Regions from separate parts of the Mus musculus genome. Here region 2 is linked to region 1. A link is a contact called in public Hi-C data. All regions are on one chromosome and are shown on one strand. The core of a region is the stretch at or near the end of the contact, and the rest is flanking DNA. Distances in the headings are between cores, read along the strand shown.

Region 1 (6,201 bases), core at 2,375-4,874:
TACAGCACCTTGAGTGTTTCCAGTGGCATCATTCCATTGATGTTATGTGATTGCCTTCCCTGGAGACTAAGCACTCAGGGAGGGGCCAGGTTCTCTTGCTTGGTGTGGAATCGCAAGGCTCTGAAGCACCTAGACACAGCACCTAGACACAGCACCTAGACACAGCACCTAGACACAGCACCTAGACACAGCACCTAGACACAGCACCTAGAAACAGCAGAGGCTCAACAGATGCTGAGTGAAGGAGCAAACAGTTACAACCTTAAATTCTTTATATTCTTGCATCACTAGCTCCAACCTAAGCAGACCTGCAGTGGCCACAAGGTTCCCACTGTCCGTATTCCCAAGAGATGCAGGGAAATGTTATCTTCCCTACCATTAGGAGGGATGATTTAGGGCTAAGAGCCTCTGCTCAGTTCCCAACACAAAGCAGAAAGTCTGGGCTTAAATCCAGCTCTGATGCTAATATGTGGGCTGGGACAGGTGACAGTTTTTGTGTACCTTGGCTACTTTGTAGATGAACTGTCGTATGGCCACTACTACATGTCATATGGTCACTGTTGAAGGATCTGAGGAGTTTAGTTCAGTGCCTGGCAAGCAATGAATGGCTAAAGGACATTCTCTACGCATGGAATCGTAAGTTAGTCAATACTTCTCACTGAGGTGAATGGCTTTGGCGAGGGGCTACTCAGTCTTATAATCTGGTCGTGGGAGTGCCAAAGGGGGTGTGTGAGGTGCCAGTCACTGCTTTCAAATCAAGTTGGGTTACTGGGTCCTCAACAGCCTAAAAGAGACTCCAAATCCTGGACAGTGGAAAAGCAGATGTACTTAAGGAGGCAAGTGAGTCCTCTTCTTTGAATTTCTGGTCCTACACAAACACACAGAGTGAACAGGATTGTCTTTTGAAAGATGAGCTCCCTCTCGCTCTTCGTCTTGTTCCAGACAACTACACTGGAAGACCAGTAGTCACAGACTTACCAGGAGCCCTGCCCAAGCCTTCCCTGCCAAGGCTCTCAAGACCTAGGCTTGGAAGGGTTTCACCAGTGGATAGAAGAAAGCCTTGGAGATGTATTAGCATGCCCCACACTGTGGAGTGGCTAGCATGATTCTGACCCCACGATCCCTCCTTACTTTATGCATATGAATGTGCATATCTGCATGTACACCTGCATGCCAGAAGAGGGCATCAGATCCCATTATGGATGTTTGTGAGCCACCATGTGGTTGCCGGGAATTGAACTCAGGATCTCTGGTAGAGCAACCACCTCTCCAGCCCCCAAGATCCCTCTTACTAGCAGTGCACCAGTCAAGGTGGACCCATAACAGAACTGTGACAGATTAGATGTAAGATAGCAACCTTGTCCTGTGTTCTCTGGGATTGATTTTGAAAAAAAGGACAAAGTGAGATATGAAGGGAGGGAGAAGGAGGGAGGGCATGGCTAGCATCCCTCCCTCTTCATCCTCCTTTATCCTCCTTCCCGCCACCTTGCATGACTGCCGTCTAACAATCACCAGGAAACAGGTATGATCACAAATCCTTCCAAGCCGGGAAGACCAGTGGGAAGAGAACAAAGCCCAGGTTGGATGTCATCACAGAGCAGATGCACCTGGCTTGGGCTGCCTACCTGCCCTTTGTGTTGGGGGACACACAGACGGTTGCGGTCCCTGTTGTTTGGGTTTCCCAGGCCTTTGCGTGGACTCCTCACTAAGGAACTTGCACGTAGCCCAAAGCTTTACACCGCTGTGTCCATGAACACGGGTCCCCACTCTGCTCTGCTGGGTCTCTGCTCCTTGCAGATGGGGCTCTAGGCTTGCTCATTTCTATAGCACTGGCATACAGTGGGTCTCCCACAGATGTTTGACGAGTGAGTATCGGTGTCATCTGAGATACGCTATGACCGGTGAGACTGTCACCGCTGCTGTTGAACATCTCCAGGTGCCGGTGTGACCGTCTTGCCAGGAATGAAGAAATCCAGGAGACATCATGACCCCCCCCCCTTTGGCTACCTGGCAGCTTTAGAATTCTCACAATTAGACGTTCCTCGGGGACTCATGCTGACTGGACTCATGGTGCCAGCCAGAGGGAGAGTTTGTCTCCCAGGAAGAGATCTCAGAATTCTGACAACTTGTCTGACTAGACTCTCCCCTGAGAGACTGGAGCTAAGGCAGTGATGGGCAGGACCAGGCCGTGGCCAGAACTGCTTAATTATGGATGCATCCTTGGCGAGGAGTATTATCTGTGCACGTCCCTTTCTGCACTTCACTATTATGGCCGGTCCCAGTGTGTTCACACTGCCAGGGTCCAGGATGTGGCCCTAACAGTCTGGTGATGTTGGGTTTCATCAGAGAATGGTGTGATATGCTTCAAACTGGGTGCTTGTGTAGAGGTAAAGTCATGATCTACGAGCAGACTGTAGGTCCTTCATTTCTGCATGCATCATAATGACAAGCAAAGCCTTTAAATAGACAGACAAACTAGAGCTTTTCTGTCAATAACAATGTAGCTTTACTGAAATAGAATTAGCCTCAATGAGAGAGGAGTGGGGTGGTAGAAAGGACCCAGCAAAGGGTGATGGGATGGATGGTTTTTCTCCCTGACTCCTCGGGACTGTCTTTCCTCATCTGCCTCCTCCGTTGCCCGTGGCAGTTTCCATTTCCTTCAGCCTGGCTGGCTACTGAGCCAATTACCCAAAGCCTTTCTGTCGTCTGCGTCAGCTCTCCTCGTTCCTTCACAGTTTCTGCGTTGCATAAGCATTTTAATGCTTACACAACAACCTTAGGTCTGTTGGGGGTCTTTGAACCTCAGAAGATTGTAATATATTGGCTTCAATACTCACCTGTGGAAAGCCTGATACCTTCTTTTGAGATTTCTTCTGATTCCCAGCAGACTTTCCTCTGGCTGGGGAAAGCGATGGAGGTGGGGAGGATACAACATGGACAGGACACTCCCAGCTTCTACTTCCTTCTAAGAAGAGTCTGATTTCTCACCATTTGTGTGCTAAGCCCTTCCCAATATTGTGTTCACAGGATCAAGGGCAGCAGGACCTCATTCATCTCTCATTGCCAATTAGACAGTTTGTATCACTCAATATTCATAACATGTTAGCACTTCCACACAGCCCATAAACACGGCCTTAGTGAGTAGTATGTCCTAGCATTTATTCTGTGCTGGGCTTTGTCAGGCAAAGGATACTTGAGTGACTTACTGTAGTAGTGATGGAGACAGAAGGTGGAACTGGAGAGCCATAGTCGGTATCCCTATAGAGTACTGGCAGGTGCTGTGGTCCTGTGTGAAGGGCCACAGGAGCAGGGACACACTGTGTGCTATGCAGGCACAAGGTTCTGAAAGGATCCGTGTGGTGTTGCTTCTTATGCTAATGAACAGAGATCTCTCCTTCACAAGGCCTTCCTCTGTCATGGAGGCCCAGCCAGAAGTTCCCCTAATTCCATCCGCACTGGAAACAAGCCACTTGTGCATCTGCACTAGGAAATGTCAGCCACTTGGGTTGAAGAGAAGCTGATGATGTCCCCATGTGGTCCCAGGAAGGGAATGCCACTGTCTTGAGGGTTAAAGTTCACTCTGTTACACAGGTGAGTAATCTGCAGCAGACCTCATTCCTTTTCATAACTTCCCCCTGGATTTTACATATTAGCAAATGGCTAGTTTTTTTCTGCTATAGGTCTGCTTGTGTGTGTGTGTAAAGGTGGGCTTTATCGCCATCTAGTGGCATCTTTTATCCTTGTGGTTTCTTGAGTATAAAAATACTAAATGTTACCATTAAGCAAAAGAAAAAAAAAATCCATTTTAAAAATTGATCCCTGGGAAAAACAACACTATCAACCAACCAGACCTCCCCCCAGAGCTCCCAGAAACTAAACCATCAATCAAAGAGTACACATGGAGGGACTCATGGCTCCAGCCGCATATGTAGCAGAGGATGGCCTTGTCAGACAGGGGAAGGCTCTATGCTCCAATGTAGGGGAATGCCAGGGCAGAGTGGATGGGTGGGTGGGGGAGCATCCTCATAGAAGCGGGGGGAGGAGGGGATGGGATATGGGATTTCTGGAGGGGAAACTGGGAAAGGGGATAACATTTGAAATGTAAATAAATAAAATAACCAACAAAAAAGAAAAAGAAAAAGAAAGGATATATATATATAATATATATTATAGATAGTATATATTATATAATATACATATTCTTATAAGAAAAAGAAAAAGGGTATATGTATATAACATACAACATGTAACATATAATAATCTATTATGTATTATATATTATATGTACATTATATATATATTATTATATATTATATATTAATGTATACACACACATATATATATGATCCGCATATATAGAGGGATTTGGTACCCTGACATCCAAGACTGTGCTCCAGCTTTTGCACTTTCTGTGCTACCCAGTTTTGAAGGAAATCAGCCTGTGACTGTCCTCACATGTCCAGTGGCATCTAACAATTCTAAAGTATGTTTACGGCTTCTCTCAGCGCAAGCCTCCTGAGCTAGCAAAAGCTGGCTCCTCAGATATCAAGAACACAGCCTGCTGGCTAGACAAGCCTTAGTTTGTTGCTCACCTCAGAACGTTGTTATCATCTCAGCGAGGGTAAGGTGGATACTGGGGATATCAAGCATTGTGTGAGAGAGGAGATTTTTGGCTGGGCTTTTCAAAAAGAAGGCTCAGGATTGGGTAAGAATCAGAGTAGAGAAGTCCAAGGTTGGTGAAACTATCAAGGCACAGGACTTTTAGGTCCAAGCCGTCAGGTGACAGTGTCTTTAGAAGTGATGGGCTGTTGGGAAACCTCCTGGAAAAAACAACCTAGCCCAGGGAGAAGATTTGCAGAAAAGCAAATTGATGCTGGCAAGGCAGCTCCAGGAAGATCTGTTAATACAGACAGGGAAGTGGCTATGCCTCTTATTACCCAGGCTGAGTATTGGAGTGGCCATTTCTGTTCTTAGTGGCCATCCACAGTTAAGATGCTGGCATAACATCAAGCAGGGTTAAACAAGGAAATGCCACCATAAACTGTCACAAGCAAGGCTGGGGATGTGGCTCAGTGGCGGAGCATTTCTTAGTGTGTGTGTGTAGCTCTAGGTTCAATCTCTGACACTACAAAAAAAAAAGTAAATAAGTTAATTGTGTCCCTGTGTCAGGGGCTGGAGAGATTGGCTCAGCTGTGAAAGGCTCACAGCCAAAACAGAGTAGTTATGTCAGGATGCTTAGGCAAAAACATGCTGAATAGGCATGGTTGTAAAGTGATAGGTAGTGAGGGTACATCGTTTCAGAGACAGCGTAACAATGTGATACGTGCATCGCATAGACTAGTTGGATGAGGACAGTTAGCATGTCTGTCTCCTTAAACAAGTATCATTTCTACATGTTGGGAAACCTTGAACTCATCTCATTTATTGTCTAAAGACGTACTGAATCCTCGTTACCCCACTGAGTTGTAGAACACTAGAATGTATTCCTGTACAGATGCACTTGGATATTCGTTATCCAGCCCCTTTCTGTCCTCTCACCTTCCTTCTCCTAGTATACAGAGAACACTGTTCTATTTTCTACTCCTATGAGATCAATTTGTTAAAGTCTCCATATATGAATGAAAACATGTAGTATTTGTCTTTCTGTGCCCAGCTTGTTTCACTTAACATAACATCCTCCAGTGTGTCTATCATCTGGACACAATATCAGGACTTCATTCCCCTATGTAGAACACTATCTTATTTGTGTACACACTACATTTTTGGTTGTCATCTGCTAAGGGACCTCAGTTGACTCTAGTTTTAGTTGTTGTGAACATTGCTGTACAAACCACAGGAGTGCAGACATTTCTGTGATAACTTGATCTCATTTCCTTTGGAGGTAGACCAGTTGGACAGCTGGATGGAGGTAGACCAGTAGGACAGCTGGATGGAGGTAGACAAGTTGGACAGCTGGATCCACAGCAGTTTTATTTTCCATTTTATTGGTTTTTAGTTTTTTGCTGTTGCTGTTGTTATGTTTTGAGGAGACTTCATAAAATCTTCGGTACTGACTGTATGAATCTTCATTTTCACCAAGAGTAGAATAGATTATTTGGTGAGCTTTGTTGATGGTCCAAGGTAAAGAGGAGCAGGCTGGGGAGATGGCTCAGTCTGTAAAGCCACACAAGCATGAAGACTTGAGTTCAGATTCCCAGCACC
Region 2 (6,201 bases), core at 1,818-4,317, 130 kb before region 1:
CTTTAGATTCAGCCTGTAAACTCAATCAACTAAACTTTCTTTCATTACTTTGTGTGCCTGTGTGCCACATGTGTCCAGTGCCCAGAGAGGGCAGAAGAGGGCACTGGATTCCTGGAGAGCTGAGTTACAGTGACTGTGAGGCCCTTACCATGGATACTGGAAACAGAACTTGGGTCTTCAACAAGAGCAGCTTAACCAGTGGGCTATGTTTCCAGCCCCAGAAAATTATTTTCTTTATAAAACACATAGCTTTACATCTTTTGTTATAGCAAGAAAAAAAAATGGACTGACATCGTGGTCCAGAAGCTACTGTGGGAAGAGAACCATCTGTGGTTGCCAGTGGAGTGGAGGGTGTGGTCAGCGAGGAACAGGGTTTCTAGCTGACAAGGCAATGAGGATGTAGCTCAACCCAGCGGGAAAGCTAAACAGAGACACAAAGTAAGAGCAACTGTGTCTGATGGGATAGAATAACATCTCTGCTATGCATAGGCTAGGTCTGTCTGATGGGAAACAGAGATCGACATACTGCATTAAGTAGCAAAAGCCATCAATATCTGACTTTATTATTATCATTTTAGTTTATCAAAGTGACTTTTTTAAAGGCTAAGAAAAACAAAAGGATATCGCAAAAAGAGAGCAGCGATGAGTACTGATACCATATAAAACATAATTTAATTTAAAAACAGTGGTGCAGTCAGTGATGAGCATGATACAACAGAAAGGACACTCTAAGAGTGTGGTGGTGCACAGCTGTAATCAGGAGGCTGAAGCAGGAGAAAGCGCGCACTTAAGACTAAACCTAAAGTGGGCTGGAGAGATGACTCAGAGGTTAAGAGCAGTGGCTGCTCTTCCAGAGGTCCTGAGTTCAATTCCCAGCAACCACATTACAGAGGGTGGCTCACAACCATCTGTAATGGGATCTGATGCCCTCTTCTGGTGTGTCTGAAGACAGCACCAATGAACTCCTATACATAAAATAAATAGTTCTTTAAAAAACCAAAAAACAAAAAGACTAACCTGAGGTCCACAGCCAGCTACATACCTTGTCTCAAAATGCCTAAGACAAGATGTAAAACATACACTGGCTGCCACCTTGGGTGTATTAGAAACCACAGAAGCTAAACGCATAAAGCACTCTGAAACAGAGAGAACATCAGTTAGTGTATTTTATTTGGAACTATGGAGATTCAGTGAAAGCCAAGTTAGCACTCTGGGTAACATTAGACAGCAGTGAGGCCGAAGCAGTGTGGTTTGGGAAACTCCACCCATGAGACAGTGCCTTGGCTTGGGCCTGTGTGAAACTGAAGACCTGTGAGAAAAGGCAGATGCAGGAAGGACTGTCCTAGGGAGCACTACCTAAGACCCTGGTGTAAGTCACCCTACGCTGTGACAGAAGGAACAATCTACCTCAAGATGGAGGGCAGAGTAGGCAGTGGTGGGGCAGGGGGAGGTGTAGGTGGTGGTGGGGCAGGGGGAGGTGTAGCTGGTGGTGGGGCAGGGGGAGGTGTAGCTGGTGGTGGGGCAGGGGGAGGTATAGGTGGTGGTGGGGCAGGGGGAGGTGTAGGTGGTGGTGGGGCAGGGGGAGGTGTAGGTGGTGGTGGGGCAGGGGGAGGTGTAGGTGGTGGTGGGGCAGGGGGAGGTGTAGGTGGTGGTGGGGCAGGGGGAGGTGTAGGTGGTGGTGGGGCAGGGGGAGGTGTAGGTAGTGGTGGTGAGGTAGGGGCAGTGTAAACCATGGTAGGGTGGATGAGAACAGACCCTGTCTCCTGGCCCCTCTTGCCCACTGTCCCTGGCCTTAAGTCCCCTTTGCAGGATCACAGTCCAGGACATCTCACTCTGCATTCAACGGAGCAGGAAAATAATCATTTAACTGTTTCTGCCAGCCTCAGGACCAATTCCTCATGAAGGCTCCTGTGGCAGCACAATAGTATTAATAACTGTGTGGGCTCTTCTTTTCTTCATCTGTCTTTTGCTCTGAGGGCCTCAGCCAACAACTTAGAACTGTAGGAGGAAAAGATACTTTCTTCTCCTGTTTTAAACCGTAAGTTCTTAGAAAGTACCAAGTAGAAAATATTCATATTTTTGTGCAATCGGGAAACATTACGAAATTCAGTCATATTTCCCATTACAAAAAAAAAAAAAAAAAGAATGATTTCTTTTAAAGTCAGATTTTGTAGACCATGCTTGCTGATAGAAATGGGAAGGCTGACAGGATTTCTAGATGTGTTAAGAATAAGTGGGGGGTTGGAGAGATGGCTCAATGGTTAAAAAGCGCCTCCTGTTGTTACAGAGCCCCCCCTCACCACCACCCTCCGGAGCCCCCCCCCCCCCCCCGCCCCGGGGTCAGTTCCCAGCATGCACTGGGTGACTCCAGTTCCAGGTGATCTGATGCCCTCTCCTGACATTTGTGGGCACCGGGCATGCACGTGGTGCACTTAGATGCAGTAGGCAAAACACTCAGATGTATAAGATACAAGGAAAAGCAAAACAGGAGCAAAAGTTTGGCCAAACTGTAATCAACGCTTGCTTCCTAATTTTCTCTAAAATAGAGCAAAACCAAGGTGGTGTTCCTGGTGCTAGCTACCCCGTAACAACGCTCAAAAGAATTTTTTTTTTTAAGTAGAAAAAGAAAAAAAAAAAAGTTGCCGGGCGTGGTGGCGCACGCCTTTAATCCCAGCACTCAGGAGGCAGAGGCAGGCGGATTTCTGAGTTCAAGGCTAGCCTGGTCTACAGAATGAGTTCCAGGACAGCCAGGGCTATACAGAGAAACCCTGTCTCAAAAACCAAAAAAAAAAAAAAAAAAAAAAAAAAAAGTTATAGGATGCAAAATTTACGATCGGAAAAGCAAAGCGGTGAAGATAGTAGTGGAAACCGTGAGGTAAGGCCAGCAGGGTGAACCAACAGGAGCGCGGATGAGCGAGAGACAAGGAAGCGCTCGCTGGAAGCGGCTGCACCGAGTTAGTTAGGGGTAGCATCTCGCCGAGAGAAGGCTCAGTGGTTAAGATCTGCTTGCTCTTGCTTTAGACCCAAATTTGGTTCCTAGCACACACGGTGGCTCACTGGGCCCTCTGGTGGCCACTGTGGGTACTACACATGCACATGGCGCATAGACACACACAAAGGCATAACAACATCATACATAAAATAAACACATCTTTTTAAAAACCGTTTTTGTCTGTCTGTTTGTTTGTTTTTAAAGTGGAGACTTCAGTGCGTCTGGTCTAAAGCTAAATTATCTTGGGTTAACTCAGCCTCTGAATAACCAATTTCTGTCCCCTGCGTGTGTGACCCAACATCTTTGTGATGACAAAGCCTGAAAGTATCGTTAAGAAGTATATGAGGCCAATGACAGAGGTTTCCTGTTTCCATCTTCCGTTTGAAAAGCGCCTGAGTTATGACTTTCTTTGCTTTGCTCACTACAAACTCTGTGAAACAGTTTGGACATTGGAACCCAGTATTCAGGTACACTACAGCCGATTTTATGGGCCACGATCCCTCATCATTGGTTCCAGAATAAACCATTTCCCCACTTCTTCGCAGCGACTGTTGGGTTTTCGTGTTGATAACGCAGAAGTGGACAATGACTTCCTTTTATTCCGTGAATCAGTCAAACCATCACTCCCTTCGCTAAGGGGCTTTTTTACTGTGAGCACAACTGACCAGTTAGCCACCCATTGCTTGGCTCATTAATTTTGCAGCAGTACTGAGTTAGATGGTGTTAGGCAAGGCTATCCTCCTAGCCAAACTGCTGCCATCTTCAGGAGCCCGGGCGTAACAGGCGTAATTACTCACCCCAGTCCATGAGCTGTCAGGAATCATGCTATAAAAGCATGGTCCAGCTGTAGAGATGGCTCAGAGGTTAAGAGCACTGACTGCTCTTCAGAAGGTCCTGAGTTCAAATCCCAGCAACCACATGGTGGCTCACAACCACCCATAAGGAGATCTGACGGCCTCTTCTGGTGAGTCTGAAGACAGCTACAGTGAACTTACATATAATGATATATATATCTTTTGAGAGAAAAAAAAAAGCATGGTCAATGAGAGGGAGGGCTAGTCCTGACGTAACCCACGGAAGTCACAGCCCAGCATTGATCTTTTGTTTGTTTGTTTTCCTTTTTCTTGTTAAAGATTTATCTATTTATTTTATGTCTATGAGTGCACTGTAGCTGTACAGATGGTTGTGAGCCACCATGTGGTTGCTGAGAATTGAACTCAGAACCTCTGCTCTCTCCAGCCCCGCTCGTCTGGCCCAAATATTTATTTATTTCAGCTCCCTGTTTGTTTTTGAGACAGGGTTTCTCTGTGTAGCAGCAATGGCTATCCTGGAACTCTATCTGTAGCCTCAGTTGGCCTTGAACTCTAAAGAGCTCTGCCTGCCTCTGCCTCCTGAGTGCTGGGACTAAAGCCACAGCATTGATCTTAACAGGTGCATTTATTGCTCCATGATTCTGCTGAGTTGATAAACTTATAATTCCATTTGGTAAAATACAGTCAAATCAATACGACATGCTGGCCTTTTACACTGATTAGAGGCCCAGTTTGAAAACTATCCTGTAAGAGCCCCTGAAGAGTTCTTCCATGTGGCGTCCTCCTCCCGTGCCCCTTCCCTTGTGTACTAGCTGGCGTTGTGTGTCAACTCGACACAAGCTGGAGTTATCAGAAAGGAAGGAGCCTCAGGTGAGGAAGTGCCTCCACAAGATCCAGTTGTAAGTGGATCAATTAGTGACTAGTGGGGGAGGGTCCTGCCCATTGTGGGTGGTGCCATGCCTGGGCTGGTGGTCCTGGGTTGTATGAGAAAGCAAGCCGAGCAAGCCAGGGGAAGCAAGCCAGTAAGCAGCATCCTTCTATGGCCTCTGCATCAGCTCCTGTGTCCAGGTTCCTACCCTGTATGAGTTCCTGTCCTGACTTTCTTTGGTGATGAACAGCAGTGTGGAAGTGTAAGCTGAATAAACCCTTTCCTTCCCAACTTTCTTCTTGGTCATGATTTTTTGGGCAGAAATAGAAACCCTGACTAAGGCACCTTGGTTTCTTTATCTTTTTCTGTACTGGGGACTGAAGAGGGGGCCTCATGCATGCCAGATAAACATTCACTTTACTACTGAGCTATCCCACTGCCACACTAAAGACACTGGTAAGTCACAGCACACGCACACGTGCGCATAACTGGCTCTGGGTGACTCTGTGTGAACTATCTGGAGAAATGCTTTTTAGATGAAGGAGCAAAGTTTTGTGAATGTGTAACTAACTTTTATCTAACTTTATGTGTTGATAAAGCCACCAAGAATGTAGTCATAGAAGCCTACGCATTCCAACCCTTGAAGATGGAAATATAAGATGTGGCTGACTGTTCATCTCTATGATTTTTTTTTTTTCAGTTTAGAAAATGTATCGAAGCGGTTGATGATGTCTGATCTCTCTCTGGAGCTGCCGAAAGGCTGTGTGTCAAGTCAGTTACAGAACATCTCCCCAATGCGCGCACACTCCCTGGAAATATGGGTGTGAAAATGTGAAAAAACCTCCACGAAGCTGACAAAGATGAAAAGCAATTTTGGTAAAACGGCCATCGTGCAAGCATTGCTGATGACAACGGTATCCTCTCTGCAATCCTGAGCAGCCCACGTGGAATAATATTCAGGGGAAATGGGGTGTTTTTCTCCATCGTACTCCTCTGACCGATTGCTTCAGTACTATATGTTGAAGAGCCAAGAGAGGGGGGAAAACCCTATCTTATTACAGGTCACATTTGTGCTTGGAAAATGTCAGTTGACCATGATGAAGACAGAACATAATCCTGGTTGGAGATTTGTAGATTCAGAACCAAATATTTGGTCCCCGGCATGCAGAAAGCATTTGGGTAATGTAGATGGAGTTTTAAAATGTATATTTTAGTCACATGCAAACAAAATGTTTGGGATACTGAGCAATGGTTATATTTTAACTGGTCAGTATTATTTTTTTAAGGGATGGCAAGAGGAAGGGCATTTAGACTGCTCAGTTACAAAATAGCCAAGTTAATGTCCTTCCCTCCCCAATCTCAGACAGAGCACATAATTTTATAGGATGCTTCCAATACCAAAGCCCCCTGGGAAAACGGAGCCGAGCTGAAGACAGAAGCAAGATCGGTAGGTAGGGTGACTCCTACGCCTGTGCCACTAGGTTTATAGCCCTCAAAGTCAAAGCTGATTTAAACCTCATTTAGCACAG

Evidence for each region. Hi-C and Micro-C count contacts between places; a contact is called where the count stands out from the background.
Region 2: a Hi-C map of ECoMG myeloid progenitors shows a contact between it and region 1, with 2.5 times the contacts expected there. The contact joins two enhancer-like sites. A contact is called at or near these places in 20 of 484 Hi-C or Micro-C datasets (8-cell embryo, ECoMG myeloid progenitors, ECoMG-derived neutrophils and 6 more), 2 of 115 datasets of contacts at active chromatin or transcription factors (acute myeloid leukemia and embryonic stem cells) and 1 of 9 other capture datasets (embryonic stem cells).

What each region holds. Positions count from the first base shown.
Region 1 is chr15:97,193,309-97,199,509 of GRCm38.p6, reverse strand. All of the region lies in intron 3 of Gm33205 (a long non-coding RNA gene), which reads left to right. Among named protein-coding and RNA genes, the nearest start is that of Gm33205, 7.4 kb to the left of the region's middle. Within about 2 kb of position 3,624, at least 6 of the 459 cell types and tissues checked have an H3K27ac peak or open chromatin away from gene starts, as enhancers often do. A contact at or near this core is called in ECoMG myeloid progenitors, where this site is marked.
Region 2 is chr15:97,324,552-97,330,752 of GRCm38.p6, reverse strand. The region is part of intron 3 of Pced1b (PC-esterase domain containing 1B); the gene reads right to left. Among named protein-coding and RNA genes, the nearest start is that of Gm33325, 30 kb to the left of the region's middle. Within about 2 kb of position 3,067, at least 7 of the 459 cell types and tissues checked have an H3K27ac peak or open chromatin away from gene starts, as enhancers often do. A contact at or near this core is called in ECoMG myeloid progenitors, where this site is marked.